Regions from separate parts of the Mus musculus genome. Here all the other regions are linked to region 1. Evidence: chromatin contacts called from public Hi-C and HiChIP or PLAC-seq data. All regions are on one chromosome and are shown on one strand. The core of a region is the stretch at or near the end of the contact, and the rest is flanking DNA. Distances in the headings are between cores, read along the strand shown. Region 1 overlaps Ldlrad3 (low density lipoprotein receptor class A domain containing 3). Region 2 has its middle 20 kb from the start of Commd9. Region 3 holds the start of Ldlrad3 (low density lipoprotein receptor class A domain containing 3).

Region 1 (4,980 bases), core at 1,039-3,538:
GGATCTGTTTGGTGACAAGCAGCAAAGGTCTTCCCCCAAAGTGTGTCTTTTGTTCTCAATGATGCAGGCTGGTGAGAGGCTTGAGGTCATACAGAGACCAAGCACACCTGGCCAGTTACTCACAGAGCCTCCACCCCCACCCCGCCCCACCCCGCCCGACTGATAGCCCTTCGTGGCCCGCACAGCCTACTCGCCGCCTTTGATGCTCTCGTCCAGCTTTTCGCTGTCTCAGTGATTATGGCTTGACTTCCTCCCTGAAAACACTGGCCCAACTCTTCTCACCGTTAGCCCCTTCATGTGATGGTGAAGCTGACTGGATAAGGGACAGTGAGAGAGTTCCCACAGCACACACCCGAGCATGTTTGTGAGGGCATTTTTAGAGATGGTTAGATCATAGGAACTCTGACCTATCCAGATTGAACAAAGAAACTGGGGGGAGGGTGCAGGGGAAGATGGGGGTGCAGGTGAGGATCGGGGTGCAGTACGGGGTTAACTGGAGAAAGTGTGCCAACAGAAGCAAGCTTAGCTTGTGAAAGATATACCTAAACTCTTCCCTTCTGTCATCCTTCTCTTTCCTGTCGCCATGCAGTGAGCAGCCTTTGCCAGGCTTCCACTACTGTGAGTCTCTGCCTGGCCTCAGGCCCGAAAAACCACTTGCTCTGTGTTCTCCCTTTGGGGGTTTTAATAATCTGGGCAACATTCCAATGCAAGGGACCCCACACCTTAGCAAGCACGCCAACTGCCTTGGGTCTCTCTATGTCACCCAATGTTCCACTGGCCAAAGTAAGCAGAGGACATTAACAGAGGCATTTTCTTTGGCCATTCTGCTAACAGTAAAAAGGCTCTTAAAGAGCAAAGAACTGAGAATGATAATTCAGTCTACCACATGGTGGACAGTGGAGGTGGCCCATGGGACAAATACCAAGCTCTAAATTTCACCATTAGCCAAATGACAGCTCTTAGGGTGAACCATGAGAACAAGCCAATGGTTTCTACTTCAGGATCCTGCCCTGACTTCCCTCAAAGATGGACCTGCAGATGTAAGATGAAATAAACCCTTTCTTCCTTTGCGTTGTGCTTATCACAGGAGCAGAAGAGAACTAGAGGAGGCCTAGAGAGGGCTAAGAAACAAGTGCAAGGTCCCAGGGGTCTGAAAGGGGGTGGGTGACTTTATACAGAGCCACTTGGGACTGAGCTAAGAAGCCTGGAGCTAAGGGGAGCACGGATATAGAAAACGAGACCCTTGAAATACAAGATGAGAGGCGTCCCTCAAGCTCAGCATAGTCTACCACCCCCACACAGAGGCAAGACCAGTGCTCTCCCCAGAGAGCTTTTCTCAGCAGCCCCAGGACCTCCCGTCTCCTCAGGGTCATGTCACTTGGCCTGTCTGATGACTCTCCAGACCTTCACATTTCTGTCACCACATCTGGTGTCCCACAGAAGGTGTGGCTATGCTTTAATTAGGGGTCATTTCTTGGGGGCTGAAGAAGTTGGTTGGGTAGGACTTATGGTAATGGTATATCAGTTTGTTATGGTAAGGCCGACTTGTGGGGTGGGGTGTTCATCAGTAAAAATCTATTGTCTCACAATGTGGGAGACCATAAGTCCAAGATTAAGGTGCTGGCCGAGGGCTTTCCTCTGAGGGCTGTGAGGACAGTCGGTTCCACATCCCTCCCTGGCCATCTGTGGTTTCTTGGCCATCTGTGCTGCAGGCATCCTCCTCTTCTGTTTTTATGTCATACAATGTTCTCCCTGAGTGTGTGTTTCTGAGACCCCAAATCCCACTACAATAAAGACACGGTCACATCAGCGGCCCACCCTATCCTAATGGGACCTCTTCCTACTAATTATATCGTCAAGGACCCTGCTCTTAAATATGGACATGTTCTGTGGACCTGGAGGCAGGGTCCAGATTGTGAGAAATGAATTTTGAGGAGAAAAAAATGTAACTCAAAAAGAGAGCAAGATCCTAGTATGTAATTTCTAAGTTCCAACTCTCTCTGTCCCTCCCTGACACGCACACAGGCTCGTGCGCGCGCGCGCGCGCGCACACACACACACACACACACACACACACACACACACACACACACACACACAGACCTGCAAAAGAAACAGCACAAAGCATCATTTCTGGCTCTGGTAAGGTGCCAAAGCTCTCACAGCCTGCCATTCTCCTGAAGTCTTATCGCCAGAGCACAGCAAGGAAAGGAAGCTGCTCTGGCAGGCGCAACACTGCCAACCAACTCCCTGCTAGGGTGACTCACTGGCAGAACACACTTCGAAAATGCTCGAGGGGTGGAGAGCCAGCTCATCAGTGTGGTACTATCCTTGAGGAAGCATACATGTGAGAGCCAAGAGGAGGACCGTGCCCTTCCCCTGGATCACAGTTCCCCCTTCCATTTAGCTCTCTGCAGCTCGGGCTAGACTGCTTCCTGGAGTTCCAGAGTACCAGAGGGCAGAGGCGGACAGGGTGGTGTGGGCAGGGTCAGGAGAAGGAGCACTGCCTCAACTCAAGTTCACACCTTAGCTCCCTACTCACTTGCAGTATGCACTTGGTCTAAGTAGTCTTTAGTTCTTCATCGAGAAAGTGGGCCAGAAGAGCACAAGGTCCTGGGGTGAAGGGGGAGGGGTTAGAACAGAGCAGAACCACGTGAATGGGACAAAGGTCCCTGACACCAAGCTTGAACCCCAGAATGTTCTCTCCCTATAAAGTCCTTATGGTCCCTCCCAAAGCCCTGACTGGTCACCATGACCTGGGACTAGAATACGAAACCACTGGAGCCTCCTTGAGAGGAGGCTCTCCCTCCAGCCTCACCTGAGGCCGCTGGTGGGCCTCAATTCCTTCCTGGCTTTACGTCAGAGTCCTTCCTCGGCTCCCTGTCCCAGCAGTCTCTGCAACACTGCAACTCACAACATGGAAAGTGGCTTTTGTCAGAGCAAGCAACACAGAGTGAGAGGGAAGGGCTATCTATTCATGGCCTGTTCCTAGAAATGACACCCAACCTGTTTGCTGAATTTCTTTTGCTTAAAACCAGGTCATAATTTGTACATATGTTCTCACACAGCAGTATTCACAATAGTCAAAGGGGGGAGGGGCCAAACGTGTTTGCTGACAGAGAAATCAAACGTGATATATCAACAATAAAATGGAATATTATTCAGTCTTTCACAGGAAGGAAATTGCCTACATGTTATAAAATAGATGAACTTGATGACATGCTAAGTTGAACTAAGCATCTTACAATAAAGTCACGATATTTGATTCTCCTCTACAAGTCCCCAAAACCTCCAAAGCAACCAAGATAGAAAGTGGAAAAGCAGTTACCAGGGTTATGGGGTGGAGCAGAGAGGGAACACTTTTTTTCTTTGTTTCTTAAGTGCATTCAGAATTTCAAGATGTGAAAGTTCTAGCAATTGGCTGCATAATGGAAAGAGTAATTTCTGCCACTGAACTTTAAAAAGTACTTTCAAAAGTTAAGATAGTCAATTTTATGCATTTTTCTAGACAGGAGGGAGGGAGGGACTAGTCAAACCATCCAGATCACAGACAAAGAGGTGGGATTACACACAGGCACAAGTGTCAGAAGGTGTCATCACTAGACACCAAAGCCACATTCAGGTAGAATTTTCAAGGTCACCTGAATGATGTTCACGCCCATCATCTGCATAGCAGCTGCTGCTGTATCTAAGATACACAGTATCCTAGATCCCAAGCATAGGACAGTCACAGTGATGCTGCCCAAAGGTACCCTCTGAAAGGACCTACAGCAGACTATGCTGTCAATCAATGAAGCCCTGACAAAACCTGACCCCACCACAAAGTCACTGCAATGCACTCTGATGGCCACCCTGGCTCCAGCTCCTCACAGAGGATCCATGATGGGATGGAGGCTGGCTTCAACCTACTCAGAGGAGGAGAAAAGCATTTTGAACAACCCATGTTCTTACCTTGAAGTCATATTTATTCATTTCTTCTAAATAAACAATGTAAAATATATTTTTTTCCCACATCAACTGATGTTTCAGGACACAGAGTCAACTGAGCCGACTTCCCAGAGCATTGTAACCAATGATGATGCCATAAGACATGAGTGTGCATTATGTGCAGTCAAGAAGTCTCTGAGATGCTTCAGGGAGACACTGTATGGAGCCCTGGTAGTTCACATTTAGAGCGCACAAAGTGCACTCTTGAGTAATCCAGGCTCATTTGAGCAGGGAGAGAACCTAGGAGGGATGCAGAAACACAGGCTGGCCAAGGGAACTCATATCCAAGACTCTCATCTTGTACTTACTTTGGGACACATCCCCATAGTCGGAAAGGCAGAAACTTCCTTTATTGGACACAGAACAGTACTTCTTGTTGCTTTCATAAACTGTGGCTAGTTTCACACACATACTGAAACAAAGACATGATGTGGTACCACAGAGTGCAAGTTAAACATAACAGATTTTTCCCATTTGCTAACACTTACAGAGCCCATTATGGGTGAGGCAGAGGGCCACTAGGTTGGACCTCTGGGACTAGAAAAGCAAATAGGACACACTCTCTATTCCTTGGTAGCTAGGAAAGATTCCTAACACAATGGTCACCACACATGGAGGTGTCACTCATTCCCTGATGTCAATTGGGTAGTGACTTAGAAAGCTCAGAGTGCAGGGGAGATGGCTTGTGTCTATCACCAAAACTTTCTTCTTTCTTCTTCATTTCCTTTTGGGAGGGGGAGAACTAATTGCATCTACAGGGCTCAAAGTCTTTAATTTGATACTGAATGCTTTCACACATGGCCTGGGGGAGACAGGGTATCTCAGCTACTTTTCCTCTGCTGTGACAAAAGGCCCTGACCAAAGCTACGTAAGAGAGAAAGGTTTGCTTTGGTGCACAGTCCCTAAGGGATCGGATCCATCAGGTGGACTAACAATCCAGATGAGCCTCGACTACAATAATAATGTCCAGAGGGCAGAAGAAAAGCCTTCATC
Region 2 (4,980 bases), core at 687-3,186, 150 kb before region 1:
AACAGAGCCCCTGGGCTTTGACAGTGAGGCACCCAGAGCTCACGAGCTGCTTCAAACCACCCAGACCCCAGAGGTTGAAAAAGGAGATCAGGGCATTGAGCCAACCCCGTGCCTCTTCCTGTGTCTGCCCATGCCGCTGGATGAGGCTGTGTTGGAGTGTGTATGTGCATGTGGAGGCTGGAGCTTCCTCAGGAACTATCCAGCTCGTTTTCCGAGACGCGGTCTTGGATCATCCTTGAACATGCAAGGCAGATGGGCCAGTGAGTTTCAGGCATCTTCTTCTCTCTTCCCAGCTCTGGGATCACAAGCATGTGCCACCACCCCAGCTTCTTTACTTGAATTCTGGGGATCTAAAACCAGGTCCTTTACTATCTGAGCCATCTCCCCAACGCTGCCGATTCAGTAGCGGAAGAAAGTTTGTGATTTCCCACAGGTGACCTAAGTTTGCCTTGAGTGTGGTGACTTCCAACCCTCCTAGATCAGCCCTGCCGGCTGCCTCTGTGGATCCTGATCGTTGTCCTTTGCCTTCCGTTTCTGATGATTTTCAGTGTGAAGACAAATGGACACCCGAGTGAGCCACTCAGTGAGGTCTCTGCACACACACAGGCCCCCTGCCCAGGCACTGCTAGTCAAGCTCTCTGGCCTGCTGTTCACAAACTTCCAAGATGTGAGTCCAGTGTGGTGAGAATGTTACCACAAGCAAGGAACTCTTATTAGTTATCATTCCTTTTACATTCGTTTCTTTTGTTTCTGTTTAATTTTGTTTGTTTGTTTGTTTTGGATTTTCAAGACAGGGTTTCTCTGTATAATCTTGGCTGTCCTGGAACTCTCTTTAACTACCAGGAGGATAGCTCTGTGTGTGTGTGTGTGTGTGTGTGTTTTAAAATGATGGACTTAGTTTTATGTACATTGGTGCTTTGTCTTCATGCATGTCTGTGTGAGGGTGTCAGATTCTTTGGAACTGGAGTTACAGACAGTTGTGAGCTGCCATGTGGTTGCTGGGAATTAAACCCAGGTCCTCTGGAAGAGCAGCCTGTGCTCTTAACCACTGAGTGACCTCTCCAACCCCTTATGCTCTAATCTAGAAGCTATTGGCCGTCTAGAACTTTGAAGGTTTTCAAGCCATTAACCTGTTTTCAGCCTGTATCCACCGACTTCCAATCCTGATAATTCCTGAACATTCTTTTTGTTTGGTTGGTTTGTTTTTTGGTTTTTGGTTTTTTGTTTGTTTGTTTGTTTGTTTTGTTTTGTTTTGTTTTTCGAGACAGGGTTTCTCTGGCTGTCCTGGAACTCACTCTGTAGACCAGGCTGGCCCGGAACTCAGAAATCCGCCCGCCTCTGCCTCCGGAGGGCTGGGATTAAATGCGTGCGTCACCACGCCTGGCTCCTGAACATTCTTAACTGCATACTGATGACCTTTATACAATCCGATCTTCTTTGGTGCTCACATTTCTATGGTTTAATTCCCCCCACCTCTTTTTAAAGCAGTTTTGAGAAAAGAAAAAAAATTGCTAACGGCAGTAGTACAGGGATGGTGCCAGAGGACCCTAATCTCCACAGAGAGAGTTTGCAGGCCCTGAATGCTTGGGAAAGGCCCGAGTGGGCTTTCTCCCTCTGCCTGATCTTCCCCATTGTTTCTGTGGTCCTGCCGAATGCCTGCCTTTCTCCAGCCTCGTCCCACAGCCTGAGTACCCGGATGATGGGCAGTTCCTGTCGGTACCGAGTTTCCAGCTATAAAGTGATAGCCTGTCTCTGGGATTCATTTCATAAAAGATGTCACTGGTCACGAGGTCTTACTATCTTCTGAGGTGACTCAAAAAAACTAACTATAAGGCCTAAAATCCAAACAGGAAGGCAATCGCCGCCTGCTGCTCGGCTAGCTGCAGCTGGAACTTGCATGATAAGCCCAGCAGATGGCGCACTTGTTCTCTCGATCTCATCTGTCTTAGTAATGAAAACAAAGACCGGGAAAGGTGAGGTGGCAGCAGACCTCTCCCAGAGCCCGGGCTAGGGAGAGGCTACCTGTAAAAGAGGCCCTCAGATCCAGGCCTGTTATCTCGTTATCTCCTCAGGGCAGCAAAGGTTGGAAGAAGGAGAAGTGGTAGCAGGGACAGACTCCCAGGGACCCCTTTCAGGACTTTTCCCCTAATGCCCCGATGCATCTGCCACAGGCTAGTAAATCCAAGAATCTGTACCTTTGGACCGGCCAGACACAGCTTCGCCAAACAAGGTTTGTGCGCGGCAACCACAGGTCCAGGATTCAGCCAGCAGAGAACTTTCTGTACCATGGGTGGATAGTGGAGGCAGGATGCAGGTCTAGGGCTGCTTGAACTAAATCTCGATTTCTTCATCTGTATAAGAAAGAGATTAAGCTTAACTCTTCCTGACAGCACTGCTTGGAGGAGGTTAATTATGTATGAAGGTATCTGAGTCGGGGAGGGTGCCCATCCATGGCGGGTACATGTCTGCTCTGCGTGCTGCCTCTTCTAGGTAAGGCCCTGTGCAGAATGCCCCAGTTCTGGTGTGAAGGGGGTTTGCTGTGTTCTGACCCCCACCCCCATGGCTGGTGAGGAGCCCAGGTAACTTTCTGGACTTCCTTGCTTCGGGCTCAACAGCTTTCTCCTATTTCTGTTTTCTCCTCCTCCTCCTCCTCCTCCTCCTCCTCCTCCTCCTTCCTCCTTCCTCCTCCCCGTCCTCCTCCTCCTCCTCCTCCTTCTCCTCCTCCTCCTCCTTCTCCTCCTCCTCCTCCTTCTCCTCCTCCTCCTCCTTCTCCTCCTTCTCCTCCTCCTCCTTCTCCTCCTTCTCCTCCTCCTCCTCCTCCTCCCCCTCCTCCCCCTCCTCCCCCTCCTCCTCCTTCTTCCTGCTGCTCCCACTGTCTGACTAGAGTCTAATGGCATTCCCCTGCCCCAAATTCTTAATGGCTCCTTAATGCCCCAGAATGAAGGCTAAACTCAGAATTGATACTCAATGTCCTTCATAACCAGCTTTCCACCTACATTTTAAGCTTTTGGAACAAAATTGAAGAAATTGACTTAAATCTGAATTAACAGGGTAGAGTTCTGAGGATGGAGGGAATAGAAGTTGTTGGTAACAGGCATGGACGGGTCTGGCTACCAAGAATGGAGTCCCCCCTACTTCTCATATTATGTATTTTTTTTCTCTTGTTCTCTTACTGTGTCAGAAAGTGTCTTGCTATATAGTTCAGGCCAGCTTCAAATTCATGATTCTCCTGCCTCAGCTTCCTCTGAGGGTGTGGTGACCTGTCCTCTTGATGTGCCTTTCCTTAAGCACAGAGTCTAGGTTTTGCTAATTATTTTGTCCCTAGCAGCTAAGACAGTGTCTGCAGTTATAGATGCTCAGTCAGTACTCACTGGAATGCATGCGAGCATGAATGACTGAGAATGAATGAATGAATGAATGTCCTGAATGTGCCAAAGGTTGACTAAGCAACTATCCCCAGTGTTCACTAGCTCCTGGCCTTTTCTAACCTGAGAAGCAGAATGGGGTGGGGGAGGGGCATTAGAACAGTGCAGCCAAAAGCAAGAAACCAGAGCATTCTTGATCTAGCAACAGGGGGACGTCGTGATGACAAGGACTACAACTGTTGTGCCCACAGCCTCTTAGAACACTCCATCCTAAACCTCCCAGGAAGGTCAACCTGACTGTAGGGCTCTGGTCAGTCAGAGGGTGTGCTTGTCCAGCCATCTGTTTCCCAGGATACCATTTCCCTAGCACAGATGGCACCCGGACCTTCCTCACTGTGTCAGCGAGCTGCGGAGGACCCAGCATTGCTGAGGCTCAGCCTGGTCTCTTTCGACCCCGTTTTCTCCATCACTCGCCTCCCCTCCACCCTCCATATGGCTGCCTCACTTCGGTGTCCTCCCAAAAGAACTCCTCCTTCTGTCTGGCTGCTTAGCACCTCACAGATGGGAATCTAGAACATTTGGGAGAGGTTAAAAAGCAGTTTCAAACTGTCTGTTTTCTTTTTCTCAAGCTGGGGATTGAACCCAGGGCCTTGCATGTTTGACAGGTGGTCTACTGCTGAACTCTAACCCCGGCCCCCAGTGCCCTTGTCATTGCTTAGGAGGGCATCTGTTTCCCTGTCACCATCCCAGGAATCCTTTTCTCACCTGGAATCCTGGACCGGCCTCTAATGGGGCTGCCTGCTTTTTCTCCCCAAATTCAGCCTTTCCAGTCAGCCTGAAGCAGGACAGACTTGTGAGCAGAAGAGGAAGGGAACAGAGGCTCAGCCAGGAGTCCTGTTGGAGTTTCACAGCAGCTGACGGTTAAGAACTCCAGGATAATTAAAGATTGTCTATGTAGAGACAATATTCCTTTTATATGAAGGCATCTCAAATGAGAATGTTAAAACATCGATAAATCATACTTAAGATCTACTGACCTTGGATGGCCCTATTCCTTTCCTATAGGAGAACTTGCAGGGTTTTTTTTTAGGAATATCACAAGAATCTCCACTTACCATAAAAGGCATATCAGGCCCCTCTGTGCAGCCCTTGTGACCCATGGTTTCTAAACAGACTACGGTTCTTTCCAAGGGACCTCTAGAGCAGCCCTATAATCTCATGGATTAAATAGGAAGAAACAGCGTGGGGGAGGGTTCTTCTTTGTTGTTGTTGTTGTTGTTGTTGTTGTTGTTTTCTCGAGACAGGGTTTCTCTGTGTAGCCCTGGTTGTCCTGGAACTCACTCTGTAGACCAGGCTGGCCTCGAACATAGAGATCCACCTTCCTCTGCCTCCTGAGTGCTGGATTAAAGGCGTGCACTACCACGGCCCAATCAACGGGGGAGAGGCATTCTCAGCAGCCCTTTGTGGTGTAACTGAGAGCTACCCAAACGATCTAAGTGATAAGACATTTGTGTGTGACTCTCCCTTGAGAGGCTCACACTCACACTTGAGTCTGTCCACCCCCGCACGCGCGTTCCTCTTTTTAATCACCCCTATATATAAACCCCTGTGAAAC
Region 3 (4,980 bases), core at 1,826-4,325, 130 kb after region 1:
GCTTTTTTATACAGTATCATCAAATCGCATAATTTCCTGATCCAAAATTCTCAACTGTTTCAGAACTGTTGGACTTAAGAATGCCCCACTTAGCCACGGGCACTTCCCTAGCTAGAGTGAAGCCCTCCTTTATTCCCAACATCACAGGAATAGGGTGGGTGGGTCCTGTAATCTCAGTACTTGAGCAAGTTTCAGGAAGATAGCCTCAACTACATATCTAGCTCAAGGATAATAGTTAGAGGCCAGCCTGGGTTACAGAAACTCTTCATCAATAAACCAAAACAGAAACAGCAACAGCCAAACAGCGGTGGCAACACACAAGCCCACTACTAACTTAACCCTGCATAGGGTAGGGTTTAAGACCAGGAATTAACCAACTTGCCATCTACCATTCAAATCTCCATCTGCTTCCTCCTCCACAGAAATTAAATGCTCGATCTAGTGGGCTATCAGGAAAACCAAAAACCAAAACAAAAGCCACCTCACACCCCAGGAGGGAGCCCCAAAGACAATCCTTTGAAGATGAAAAGGAACAAGGTGTGTTTATTTGTACTTCTGAGCAGTCTCATCTACCCCGTTGGGTGGGGCTAGGCTAGGCTAGGCTAGGCTAGACTACTTGCAACTACTCAACTAGTTAAAAAAAAATAAACAAAACCCACCCACAGCTCAGGCCGAGAAGCAGATTCTTCAAGAAGAAAGGTTAATAGGCACACTGCTTCTAGTAGGAGGAAGGGAAACCAAGCCTCTTCCCTGAGATGTTCAGGGGTCTTACCAAAAGCTAGCCAGAGAAGGAGAGGATGCAGCAACCAACCACTCATTTTCACACCCGCTTTAGAATTATCTAAAGACTCACACACTTAAGCCCACCACGTGCAGCATCCAGGTGCCAGAAAATGGGGCATCAGACAACGTGATGTAACTCTGAAGTGATCTGCGCTGCCAGACAGGATACATGAGAAAATAGTAACAGCCACAATCTTAAAGGCCCAAGTCTTGGACTTAATACTCAACTCAGAGCCCAGGTTTCCTCTACAGGAAACCTTCCAAAGTCCTGGGCTCTACAACCTCTCTGGTATTAGCAACTTCTCAGGGAAGGATTGAGGACTAGGAAGGGAGATGTTGGCTCAACAACCAACCCTTGTTTCCTACAACACTTGGTTCAAGACATAGTTCACACTTAAAAGATGATCCTTAGTGTAACAGGGAAAGGCTTCAAGCCACCTAAAGGTCCTAAAGCAAGTTCAGTAATCCAAAGCCACAGCTAACTTCAGCCAAGGAACACTGGCGGTCCCTCCCCTACCCCAACTATGGCTCACGGTGACTACTGCACTTCCTTGCTCTATGGTATACGTCCACAGGCATATTAAATAACCATTGCTGAAAGGGAGAAACATATAATTTTTTGTGAACTCAACTCATGCGACCCAGTACAACAAGAAGATGTGATAATTAGTGTCCACTGGTCCTAAGCAGAGAACACACAGAGGAGCCAGCTGGGGTGTTACCAAGGGACATGCCATTGCTATGTGAATTAAATGTGTGAATCCGGGCAGATCTTCATGTCTGAGATGCCCTGGAACTGAGCCTGCTCTAACAACCTCCAAATAACTTGCACCTGCTTATAGCTGCCTAATTCACTTTGCCCTCCCTTCCTTCTCCACAACCCCCTCCCCCCAATCCCCATAACTCCAGACAAACAGAACACAAACCCTCAGTCTTGGTTTTAAAAAAAACCTACAGCAGCCACAGGAGCCTAACCCCTCACTGGAAACTGAGCAAGCCCACAAGACATTTAAATGGAGTCTCAGAGGAGTGGGGATGATGGGGGAGGGGGAGGTCCCGCTGGCCAGTCATTTGAGAGGATGCACAGGACTTGCAACTTCTAGGAAGGGAGGGTTGCTGGACATCTGCAAGGGGTAGCTCAGAAAGGTTTTGACTTCCCTCACAACAAACACAACGCAGCAGCCAAGTTTTCTGGAAGTATTTGGAAAAATCCGACATAAATTAGACGTGTGAATGATACGGCCACAGAGCATGAAATCTTCAGTAAAGAAAGTTCTGTGAGCATCAGCTGCCCAGAAATAAGCATCAGGGGCCAAGGGCGGGCAGAGCTGTGGAGGGGCTGCTGACAGCTGTGGCCAGCGGGCAGAGGCAGAGGGGAAGGGCTCCAAGCTGGAATTCGGAGCGTGCCCACATCAGCAGAAAAGTTCCTGGGAACAGCACTCTGTCTGGGAGGGACCCTGCGGGTCTCAGGATGCACGCGCTCTGAGATGCAGGGACCAACGGCCGTTAGAGGAAGCCCCGGTCCTCTTTTCCTTCCCTGCTCCCTGAAGGTTAAGGCATCTTCGACAGACGACAGAAGTAAAAGATCTGCTCCCAGGATGAACGAATGATTTCCATGTCCATTCCCTACTGCATCTCGCTATTCCCAAACCAGACACGGTCCAGGGAAGAAGAGAAAGGAAGCTGGGATGCAGATGCGGGGAGAGCGTAGATGGGAAACTGAGGCAGAAAAGTGTATGTTAAAGGCTGAGGGAATCCGGGAAGACCCGAAATCAAGAGTGGAGTCCTCTCCTTTCCCTCCTCGGTTCCCAGCACACAGAGCCACACTCGAACTACGCCCAATCCGGGCGGCCGCCCGGCTCTAGGGAGCCGGCGCCGCACAAAGCTCCGCCCGCGCACACACACGACAACAGCACCCGGTGCGCCGGCCCACACAATAGCGCGGCGCGCGCCCCGCCGCGGCCCCTCGCGGGGTCCCGGCCAGCCCGGCGCCGAGGTCCGCCCTTCGCGCACACCCACGCCCGCAGCCCAGGCCCGCGCGCGGAGCAGGGACGATCGAGGCAGCCCCCGCGCCCGGCGCTCGGTGAAGCGCGTCACGCGCCCCCCACTCACCCGCAGTGCTGCTCAGCAGCAGGCACAGCGGCCCCAGCAGCCACATGGCGCGGCCGCCGCTCCGCTGCCCAGCGACGTTGCTGCCCCGCGGCCTCGGTCAGACCCCGCCTCTCGGCGCCGGCCACGCCCTCTCGCCGGCCCAGCCACGCCCCCGCCCTCCCAGGCCAGAGAGCTCAGCCAAGTTCTGCACGCTCACAGTTGAATGTGGCCGCCTGAGCTCTCCTCCACGGTCCAGGTTACAAAGGTCCGGCGGATCCAGTTTTTGCTGCCTCAGGGGTCAAATTGCGAGGAATTCTTAACTGCCCCGGCTCTTCTCTCGGCCGGTTTCCCTTTCTTCCTGCATCCTGCGGGGATGAGAGAGTCACCATCTCCCCAGAGCCTAGATGGAAGAAAAAAGTTTGAAGAACCGGTTCTTAGGAGAAAACTTTTTTTCATTGTTGACAGTGAAATACGACCGTTGCTTCTCAAACTCCAAAATGTATCAGGCAGGCTTGGCGACCCCGTTATAAAGCTCACTTCCACTCAACAGGTCTGCATTTCTAATAAACTGGGGGGGGTGATTCTCAGGATGGTAGTTCCTGGAGCCACTGGAGGAGCAGAGAAGACATTTCATCCTGAGATCTAAGAACACTGAGGAGAGTTTTAAATCCCCAAAACTTTATGCATTTTCCATTGTTTGGGCATTATACACTGTTTTTTAAGGAAAGCCTATTATCATGGAGCTGAGGAAATGACTTAGCAGTTGAGAGCAATTGACCTTCTCTGGTTAGACCTTCAAATGAGCCCCCAGCCCCAGAGGAAGCCATGATTGCCTTAAGTCCATGTGCTCCTCTAAGCTGCATCTAGGTTACTAACCAAAAGACTGAGTGCATTCACTGGGTTATTGCTTTCACCAAAAAGTCTTTTGTTACAAGGCGATAACATTACTATTCATGGCATTACAGCAAACACTGACCAGAACAGCTGAATCTCACTTAGCATCCTCCAGAAAGCTGCAGGAGGATGGCACTAGTCTGCTTCAGGCATGGCACTCTCATGGTCACACTTTACCTTTACAACAACCTCTGAAGACAGACAGTAATGTTTCTGTGACACAAATGAAGTCTCTGAGGCTCAAAAAAAAGAAAAAAAAAAAAAGAAAAGAAAGGAAGGAAGGAAGGGAAAACATTCTCAACAGCCACACATCGTTACTTACCACCGTGAACAAGCCCAGTTCAGAAGACCATAAGACACAGAACTTATCTGCAGCTTCAAAGATGATGTGGCCACTGGATCTGAGCTATGATCATGGAAATGCTCAATAAACAAAAGTTAATTTCAGCGTTTAATACAATTCTACTCCCAGGAAAAGATTTCTGGGTTGCAGCTCCCACTCCCCAAAGCCACTGAGCCTGAGAGTTTTCCCTGCTGGAAATTAAAGTCATTCTTTAGCTGTTGCTGAGTGTGTGTGTGTGTGTGTGTGTGTGTGGTGCATGCATGTGGGTATGTGAGCGTAGTGTGGTGTGCGAGTGTATGTGTGTGAGTGTGTGTGTAAGTATGTGTGTGTGAGAGAATGTGTGTAAGCATGTGTGTATTGTGAGAGAGAGAGAGAGTGTGTGTGCATGTGTGTGTGGAGAGAGAGTGAGAAAACACATGTGTTTAAATTGTCAAGCTAACACTGCTGGGAAATGACTTCTTGTAATTCACATTTAATGTAGTCATAGGATTTCAGGAGAGAAATTGTCTTATGTCTGTTAACAAATATTTTGCACTATCCAAAATGATAGAAATTTTACCTTCCACTTTTTAAAAAATTATATATTTATATATATATATATACATACATACATGTGTATATATATTGTATTATATCTATATATGTGCGTGTATGTATATATATGTATATATGTATATATATATCTTCAGACACACCAGAAGAGGGCATCAGATCCCATTACAGATGATAGGGAGCCACATGTGGTTGCTGGGAACTGATCTCAGGACCTCTGAAAGAGCAGTCAGTGCTCTTATCTGATGAGCCATCTCTCCACCCCAGCCCCTTACCCTTCCCTTTGTATGACTCGAAATTTGTTATTTATTTTATAT

What was found. A called contact is a pair of places that touch in the nucleus more often than the background predicts. HiChIP or PLAC-seq counts read pairs in DNA pulled down with a chosen protein or histone mark.
Region 2: a contact with region 1 is called in a Hi-C map of cerebral cortex, with 6 times the contacts expected there. The contact joins two enhancer-like sites. A contact is called at or near these places in 10 of 39 promoter capture datasets (the 3T3-L1 cell line, the C10 cell line, the HPC-7 cell line and 6 more), 1 of 15 datasets of contacts at CTCF or cohesin (pro-B cells), 10 of 484 Hi-C or Micro-C datasets (cerebellar granule neurons, cerebellum, cerebral cortex and 3 more), 4 of 115 datasets of contacts at active chromatin or transcription factors (double positive thymocytes, embryonic basal ganglia, embryonic forebrain and 1 more) and 1 of 9 other capture datasets (embryonic stem cells).
Region 3: an HNF4G HiChIP or PLAC-seq map of pancreatic cancer cells shows a contact between it and region 1. The contact joins the promoter of Ldlrad3 here to the enhancer-like site in region 1. A contact is called at or near these places in 6 of 39 promoter capture datasets (the 3T3-L1 cell line, the C10 cell line, the HPC-7 cell line and 2 more), 3 of 484 Hi-C or Micro-C datasets (CD4 T cells, hematopoietic stem and progenitor cells and muscle stem cells) and 3 of 115 datasets of contacts at active chromatin or transcription factors (double positive thymocytes, microglia and pancreatic cancer cells).

What each region holds. Positions count from the first base shown.
Region 1 is chr2:102,050,848-102,055,827 of GRCm38.p6, forward strand. All of the region lies in intron 4 of Ldlrad3 (low density lipoprotein receptor class A domain containing 3), which reads right to left. Among named protein-coding and RNA genes, the nearest start is that of Gm39888, 61 kb to the left of the region's middle. Within about 2 kb of position 2,289, at least 94 of the 459 cell types and tissues checked have an H3K27ac peak or open chromatin away from gene starts, as enhancers often do. A contact at or near this core is called in cerebellar granule neurons, cerebellum, cerebral cortex and 4 more, where this site is marked.
Region 2 is chr2:101,904,050-101,909,029 of GRCm38.p6, forward strand. No RefSeq gene overlaps it. Among named protein-coding and RNA genes, the nearest start is that of Commd9, 20 kb to the left of the region's middle. Within about 2 kb of position 1,937, at least 70 of the 459 cell types and tissues checked have an H3K27ac peak or open chromatin away from gene starts, as enhancers often do. A contact at or near this core is called in cerebellar granule neurons, cerebellum, cerebral cortex and 2 more, where this site is marked.
Region 3 is chr2:102,183,385-102,188,364 of GRCm38.p6, forward strand. Ldlrad3 (low density lipoprotein receptor class A domain containing 3) reads right to left here and starts at 3,076. Exons shown (of 6, transcript NM_178886.3): 1 at 2,896-3,076. The coding sequence starts at 2,941.